2 separate regions of the Sus scrofa genome follow, and region 2 is linked to region 1. Evidence: chromatin contacts called from public Hi-C data. All regions are on one chromosome and are shown on one strand. Each heading gives the region's core, a stretch centred on a gene start, on an enhancer-like site or on the middle of the called end of the contact. The rest is flanking DNA. Distances are from core to core; before and after follow the strand shown.

Region 1 (3,628 bases), core at 548-3,047:
TTCTTTCCGGCAAGAAAAATCACATGCCCATCTCCGTGTGTTGACACAAAGGGAAACCACGACTGCATTTATAAAACCGTGTACGAAATAAGACCTAATCTGGGGTAAAATATCGAGCTAGCGTGCAAATGTCTATGCAGGCCAAAGAAGTCTAGAAAAATAGATACACTAAAATGCTATCAGTGCTGAATTGTAAGAGCGTGAATGATCCTTGTTTTCCTCTTGTATCTGAGTATGGTTTCTGAATTTTTCTAATAGGACTTTTTAAAAACTTTTTCAAAGACATCCATAAACATACCTTTTCTCTTTCCCGCTGGAATTCCCTTTCTCTTTAGAGTCTGAACACTCTATAAGGGCAACACTTAATATCATCCCTTCCACTATTTGTGGCTAAGTGGAAAGAATTCAGACTCTTAAGGAGAAACAACAACAGCAACATCGGGGTGACATGGTGTCTAATGGTGACTAGGATCGATTAGAAAAAACTAAAATTCCATTTTTGCCCCCAAAAGAATTTTTAAAGGCCCTTTAAGGTTTAAATAGCAATCTGGCTATACATGAAATTGTTGTATTTACAGTATCTGTTATCTTTGGTAGTTATAAACATAACTCGATTTTTGTCCACCAGAAAGGAAAGCATGCAGGGTTCTCTGCTTAATTCACATAACCAAACGCCTTGAAGTCTCCTAGAACTGATAATGTTTATCAGAGGCCCTCTAATAGGAATGAGGGGAAGTTTATGCATGTAACAGGCATATGTTCTCATACTGGGAAGAATTTCCAGTGGGTTGGGTATTTTTTTTTTTTCCATTGTGGAATAGAGCGATTTCTGGCAACAGCAAAACTTCAATATGCATTGACCTTGGTGGTGCAAGAGCCATGGGATCCTGGCAGTCACAAGAGAAAAATACACTCTTTGCAGGCCGTCGACTGCTTCTTCTCTGGGCGTGGGACACCCGCATCAGGCACCCAGCTGCCCGAGGGATGGGGGTGCACAAAGCAGGGGGACAGGGAAACCACCACATAACCAACCAGAGTTAACTGGACCATGTCCCAGACACTGAAAAAGTCACTGGATGCAGAAAATCACAATGTGGGGATTGAGAAGACGGGTTCTAGGGAAGTGAGTCAACAGGTATGTGCCTAGAAATCACCCCAAGAGCCAGAGTGTGCCTAAGGGTGTGCCTTGGTCACAAGTGCACAGGTGTGGCTGACACTGCTGGTCTGTGGGTCACACTCTGAGAATAAAGAGGCAGATGCCCTGGCCTCAAGCACTATTTCCACCGTTTATGGACAGCAGGTCAGTAAACGAGCCAAGAAGCTAATGCCTCCCCAGCTCAGTCAAATCTGTAAAATGGGTTAATAAGAGCCCCTGCCTGGCAGAGCTGTTGTCAACCAGGAGCATCTTCTAAAGCTTATGGCAAAACATTCGATCAACGTGAGCTCTTGTTATTAGGACAGTGTATCTAAATTTCCTGATTTCACGTTGAGGAAACTAAGGCCCCAAGCGATTGAGTGATGCTCGCACCGTCCCAGAGCCAATGACCACTGAGACAACGATGTGGCTTCCAGGCTCTCTCACGACACCAGACGGAGTGTGACCTGGGGCTTGGTGCAGAGGGTGAATGTTTTCGGCCAGTTTCAAAACCCGTGATCTTCGTGGTGGAAATAAATACAAAAACAAGCCTCCAAAGGACACAAGCATCTAATAGACTAACAACCACCACCTAGCAACACTTCTGCCGAACTGAAAGAGAACACGCTGTCCTGGGTTATCAAAACGGGAAACCAAGGTCGTGCTCAATGAGGAAACGGTTGCAGTCCTAATAGCGGAGGTGCTGGCATTGCCCTCTTTCTGGAGAAGAGGAGGAGTCTGGCTGACATTAACACACATCCCTGGGGAGGTCCCGTCGTGGCTCTGCAGTTAACAAACCCGACTGGTATCCATGAGGACAGGGCTTCGATCTCTGACCTCGCTCAGTGGGTTGAGGATCCGGTGTGGCTGTGAGCTGGGGTGCGGGTCACAGACACGGCTCGGATCCCACGTGGCTGTGGCTCTGGCTCTGGCCTAGGCTGGTGGCTGCAGCTCCGATTTGACCCCTAGCCTGGGAATTTCCATATGCTGCGTGTGCGGCCCCTAAAAAGGAAAAAAAAAGAAACAACACCGTTGACCCCCAGGCACATGTAAGGGGCAATTACGGTCACACTAGGCCTCCAATAGGACACCTGGGGTAACAGAAAGTGGTTGCCAGGGCATGGCCTGCCTTGCGCCTGCCCAGAAAGAAAGAATTCCTTAACTTTGGCTTTAATAAAGTGCACGATTGTGCATTTTTTAAAAGAACAGAACAAAGCTCCTTCTCCCAGCCAGTAGAATGTGATGTGCTTTTCAATAAAGCTGCTGAGACAAGCAAGAAAGTCTCGCCTGATTGTAAGACTAGGTCTGCTCTGAAAAACAAGAAACATGACGCTCCTTCTGCTTGGAGAAATTGGGACACAAGAGGGAAACGGAGATCCTTAAAACATTTCCAAGGAAGATCTGAAAGGAATACTTTAAGATTCGAAGGTTTCCAGTAATCGTTACATGATGTCAGAAAATTGCTTTGACGTTTACCGAATTGACAGTGTACTCCGTAAAGTTGTTATTATGATTAATTTGATTAACACAGACCCTGGCCCACAGTAAGTGCTCTGCAAGTATTTACTACCACAATTAGGAATTACTGCGAAAATTTGGTATTGTCGTAAAGCCACGGGGTTTACAGACTGGTTCAGATCTCTGTGACTCCCATGACTGTGGAGGTAAAGAAATTTGCTCCCCTAATAGGATAACATAGAGAATGAGTAGAAAATAATTTTTTTTTTTTTTTTTTTTTTTTTTTTAGGGCCGCACCCATGGCATAAGGAAATTCCCAGGCTAGGGGTGGCATCGGAGCTACCGCTGCTGGCCTACGCCAGAGCCACAGCAACGCCAGATCCGAGCCACCTCTGTGACCTACACCACAGCTCACAGCAAGGCTGGATCCTTAACCCACGGAGGAAGGTCAGGGGTCGCGCCCCCATCCTCATGGGTACTAGTCGGGCTCATAACCCTCTGATTCACAAGGGGAACTCCTGGCCAGGGTTTTTGACCTCTGTAATCAATAGAAATGGATGAAGAGGTCAGACAGGAAAATTCAGGCAAGGCTTTATTCAGGGCCCCTGCTGCGGGGGCGGGGGGGGGGGGGGGGGGGGGCAAAACAAACAACAGTTCTCCTTGCTTGTTTGGACTTCGGTCACTGGGAAGGGGACAAGCTTGTTCCTTTTATGGTGCAGAGGGCATACTTAGTACCCTGCTTTTGCTTCCAAAACCCTGCTTTTTCTCTAGGCTCTTCAGAAGTGGCAGTTGAATTTTTTTCTTTGTTTTTTGTACTTCTTTCCCATAATTTGCTCCAACTGCTCATGTAAGCAGTGATTTTTAGTCCCTGATAGTTTCTTTGTATTTTGTTGTTTGAGAGGTATTTGTCCAGGTGCAAGCATTGTGGCCACCGCAGCAAAATAACCCAGGTCCCAGGTCCCAGGTCCCAGCCTGTCTCTCTACTGACCCCAAACACACTTGTTCATGGCCCATAACAGCCCAGGACTTCCTGCA
Region 2 (3,628 bases), core at 593-3,092, 120 kb after region 1:
AGGTTGCGGGTTGGATCCCTGACCTTGCTCAGTGGATTAAGGATCTGGCGTTGCCGTGAGCTGTGGTGTAGGTCGCAGACGTGGCTCGGATCCCGCGTTGCTGTGGCTCTGGCGTAGGCCGGTGGCTACAGCTCCGATTCGACCCCTAGCCTGGGAACCTCCATACGCCGCGGGAGCGGCCCAAGAAATGGCAAAAAGACACACACACACACACAAAACCCCACAAAATACCCACTCCCGGAGACCAGAGATGCATTCACATAGCTTAAGTCTTCCATTCAAGAGGCAGTAACACAACTGCGACAGGGAAGCTAGCGATGAGCGCAGTAGGCTGCGGTCCCCCAGCAATGAGCGGGAAAGACCCTGTCCCGCGATGCAAAAGACTAACAGGGGAGAGGAAACGCGGAAGGCGAAGTGGGGCTCCAGATAGACGGCGGGGTCATGAAGTAGGGGCATAGCGGCGGAGGGGGTGGGAAAAGGACCCACAATTTCAGAGCAGGGAGGGACGAGGGAACCAGCAACCCTTGCCTGGGGGCAAAGGTACAGACTTGGAGACGTTCCTGCCAGCCTACCGCCTGCTGCGGTGATTCCCTCCTCCTGGCGTCTGGGGTCGGCGAGCCCGAACTCGGGAAGGTAAGGCCGGAAAAACTGCCTTGTCCAGAAAGCCACTCCCCACCCACCGTCCACATCCAAGCAACCCGTTCTTTAGGAAGGGGTTACTTAAGGGGGCTTGCGTTCCAGTTTTCTGAAACCAAAAATGACTCTCCCCCCCCCAACCCCCTCAAGGCGCCAACTGGTTCTGCTTCCCTTTCAGAAACCCAGGACCCCAGGCCTTCTCCTCGCGCGCACCTTTGCAGTGAACCGCGATGGCCCCCTCGGTGTTCTCGCAGATGTTCAGGAACCTTCGCACGATGTTGTCGCTGGGTGTGCTGCCGTCGATGAAGAAGAGGTCGTAGTGCTCGAAGCCGGCGTCTGTGAAGCGCTTCGCCTCGTAGATCTTTTTGTTCAGCCTCACAACTGCAGTCACGTTATGCTTTTTGAAATAAGGAAAGTAGGCCTCGGGGGCGTGAAGCGGATAACCTAAAGGAGAGAGAGAAGCTGTGAGCCGGAGGGACGCATTTCATCTTAGGAACCCCAACACCCTTCGCAGGGAAGATCCTTCATCTCAACAGAGATCGGGAGCAAAGCGATTTCATGAGTGAGGTGGGCCCAGCAGTCTGAATAACGGAGAGAAACACCTAGGAAGGAAAGAAACCTTCTCCAACTGGAAAAAGCTCTGAATGCTGGGGAGCGCACTCCACCTTAACCGAAGCAGGCCTCTGGAGGCGCTCGGATGTGCACAGTAGGCTCGGAATAACTCTTTGTGCTTTTGGCTCCTCTTGACAAACACCTGTGAACTATGGTGAAAGCCTTTTTGCCAGACCTGCAGTTTTCATCCACAGCGCAACCCCTGCAACAGACTGCTTCCTGAGCACCTGCCATGCACAAGTCACAAGGGCAGATAATTCCCTTTAATTCTCAAAACAACCTATTAAGAAAAAAATTGTAAACCCCATGTAACAGATTACAAAACTACATGAGGTGAAGTTAGCATCTTTTTTTGTAGACCTTTTCTGTTTGGAGAACAGATGCTCAGCCTCCAACCCCCTTCTAAGGTGAGTGGGTTCAGCATCTGGTGAGTGTTCCTGGGAGCAGCAGTCGGCTGGGTTACAAACAGTTGGGCCGCCAACCAAGGTGACCAGTGGGCACTTTGCCTTGCTGGGCAGCCCCAGGGGTTAAGGGGACTAATTTCTCAGCGCACTGATTACACTGGAACTCATCCATGGTACTGGGCTCTAAGCCAGGTAGGCAGCAGCAGCCAGTAAAGTGAACCAGCAGTTTCTGTACTGTGTCCCTGGCTGAATTTTCCACGGCCTCGGATCTTGCCCTTGCTGGTCATTTCCCACCTTCTCTCAGGTCAAGCCAGCTCTCAGCTGCCTCGGCTGGGCTGCATGTATTACACTTCCCCAGCTACCTTTCCCACTGGCTTCCTGTCAGAGGGAAAAGTGAGAGGCCCTGAAGCACAAGCTGAGCAACTAGAGGCCGAGGGAGGGAGAAGGGGGGTCTCCTGTCCTCCTGCCAGCAAGGCTTTAGTGGCAGAAGGGAGGACACTCCCAGCACCAGCCTACAGCCCAGCATCAGGCTCTCCTGCCAAATGCAAGCCCAGCCCCCAGATGCAAGCACCAGCCTTCAGGCTCCCAGCACCCGCCCAGCTCCCTGGGTCTGGGAACCCCACGTTTTCTTTTCTGTCCCCTCAGCCTTAAAGGCAATAGCTATTTCTTCCTTAATATGCTGGATTTTTTGTGGGGTTTCGTTTTTGTTTTTGTTTTTTTCAGTTACCCTTTTACTTTTTAGCCTTCTCTCTGACAAATTCCTTATACTGCATTCCCTCTGTTCGAAATTAAGTAGCTTCCATTTCAGGCTGGATCCTACTGATACACGAGCTCTCTCAGATCCTGTTCATTTTCTAAACCTCATTCTCCAGCCTCCCCTTGAAGGCTGTGAGCTCCCCAATACAATTCCAGTATGCCTTTTGGGTTCCGTTGATGAGAATTGGTTCCGCTGCCTGCAACACAGAGCCCTAACTGGCCAAGGTCACACAATGACTGGAGGCAGAATGAGCAGACTGGCCTAACCGATCCACAGTACAGCTATGCTATTTTCACAAGCCATGCTGCTTTGGAGCAAACAGGTAATATGAAGCTCATTCACGATGTTCTGCACAGAAACAGTGACTTATACACATTTAGAGAAAACATGCCTTTCAACTTGGAAAAATTCAAATCTGTTTTCTTAGTTGGTTTATTTGCTCAAATCATTTTACAGCCTAAAGGGGAAAATAACTGAGGCTGGCATAAGGAAACAGGAGCTTCTCTATCATGGGAGAAATGGAAGGAGAGGACCCATAATACGTGGCACGGGACCTTCTCCTGGTGTGACAGGCTGACAAGTGCTTCTGACCCTGGGTTCCTAGCATACCTGGCACCTCTGTGGCGACTCCCATGAAATGTGCTCACAGTTCATTGGGTGTCTGTCCCCTCCCCTCCTCCACCAAGGCTGTAAGAACTTCTCTTCATATTTGAGTTTCCATCAGCAGTAAATGGCATTACAAATAATACACTCAAATCAACTATCAAGAGAAACCGTGTCTGTCTTTTGAGAAAAGAACCCTGAACAGTTATCCAAATATGGCAGTGGGGCATTGAAATAGTAACAATAACAATAATAATCACTCTAACATTTACCGAAGTGCTTACTTTGTGCCAGGTACTAAGCTTAGTGCTTCATGAATATTATCTCATTCAGCCTTACAATGGCTCAGTCCCTGTTGCCTGCGAAAGGGGACTGGCCCCTGCACACACTGCTGGGAAGAGAGAGAGGCAGCATTTGAACATTGGCAGTCAGATTCCAGGGCTTGTGCTGAGGCTGATTTCAGGTAAAGTCCAACTTGATTCAATTAGTTAGGTCTTCAAAAAATGAGACAGGACTGAACATTTGAGGCTGCACTTCCTAGAGCTGGTTGAGGAAGTTTCTTTAAATCCTCAAAAGGTCCTACTGTATAGCACAGGAAACTATATACAGTCTCCTG

Evidence for each region. Hi-C and Micro-C count contacts between places; a contact is called where the count stands out from the background.
Region 2: a Hi-C map of liver shows a contact between it and region 1, with 1.8 times the contacts expected there. The contact joins two enhancer-like sites. A contact is called at or near these places in 1 of 5 promoter capture datasets (liver), 3 of 47 Hi-C or Micro-C datasets (fetal heart ventricle and liver) and 1 of 2 datasets of contacts at active chromatin or transcription factors (skeletal muscle).

The regions. Positions count from the first base shown.
Region 1 is chr4:117,580,879-117,584,506 of Sscrofa11.1, forward strand. No RefSeq gene overlaps it. Among named protein-coding and RNA genes, the nearest start is that of GPR88, 41 kb to the right of the region's middle. Within about 2 kb of position 1,798, at least 4 of the 83 cell types and tissues checked have an H3K27ac peak or open chromatin away from gene starts, as enhancers often do. A contact at or near this core is called in liver, where this site is marked.
Region 2 is chr4:117,700,124-117,703,751 of Sscrofa11.1, forward strand. CDC14A (dual specificity protein phosphatase CDC14A) reads right to left here. Exons shown (of 16, transcript XR_002343573.1): 9 at 850-1,080. Among named protein-coding and RNA genes, the nearest start is that of GPR88, 78 kb to the left of the region's middle. Within about 2 kb of position 1,843, at least 13 of the 83 cell types and tissues checked have an H3K27ac peak or open chromatin away from gene starts, as enhancers often do. A contact at or near this core is called in liver, where this site is marked.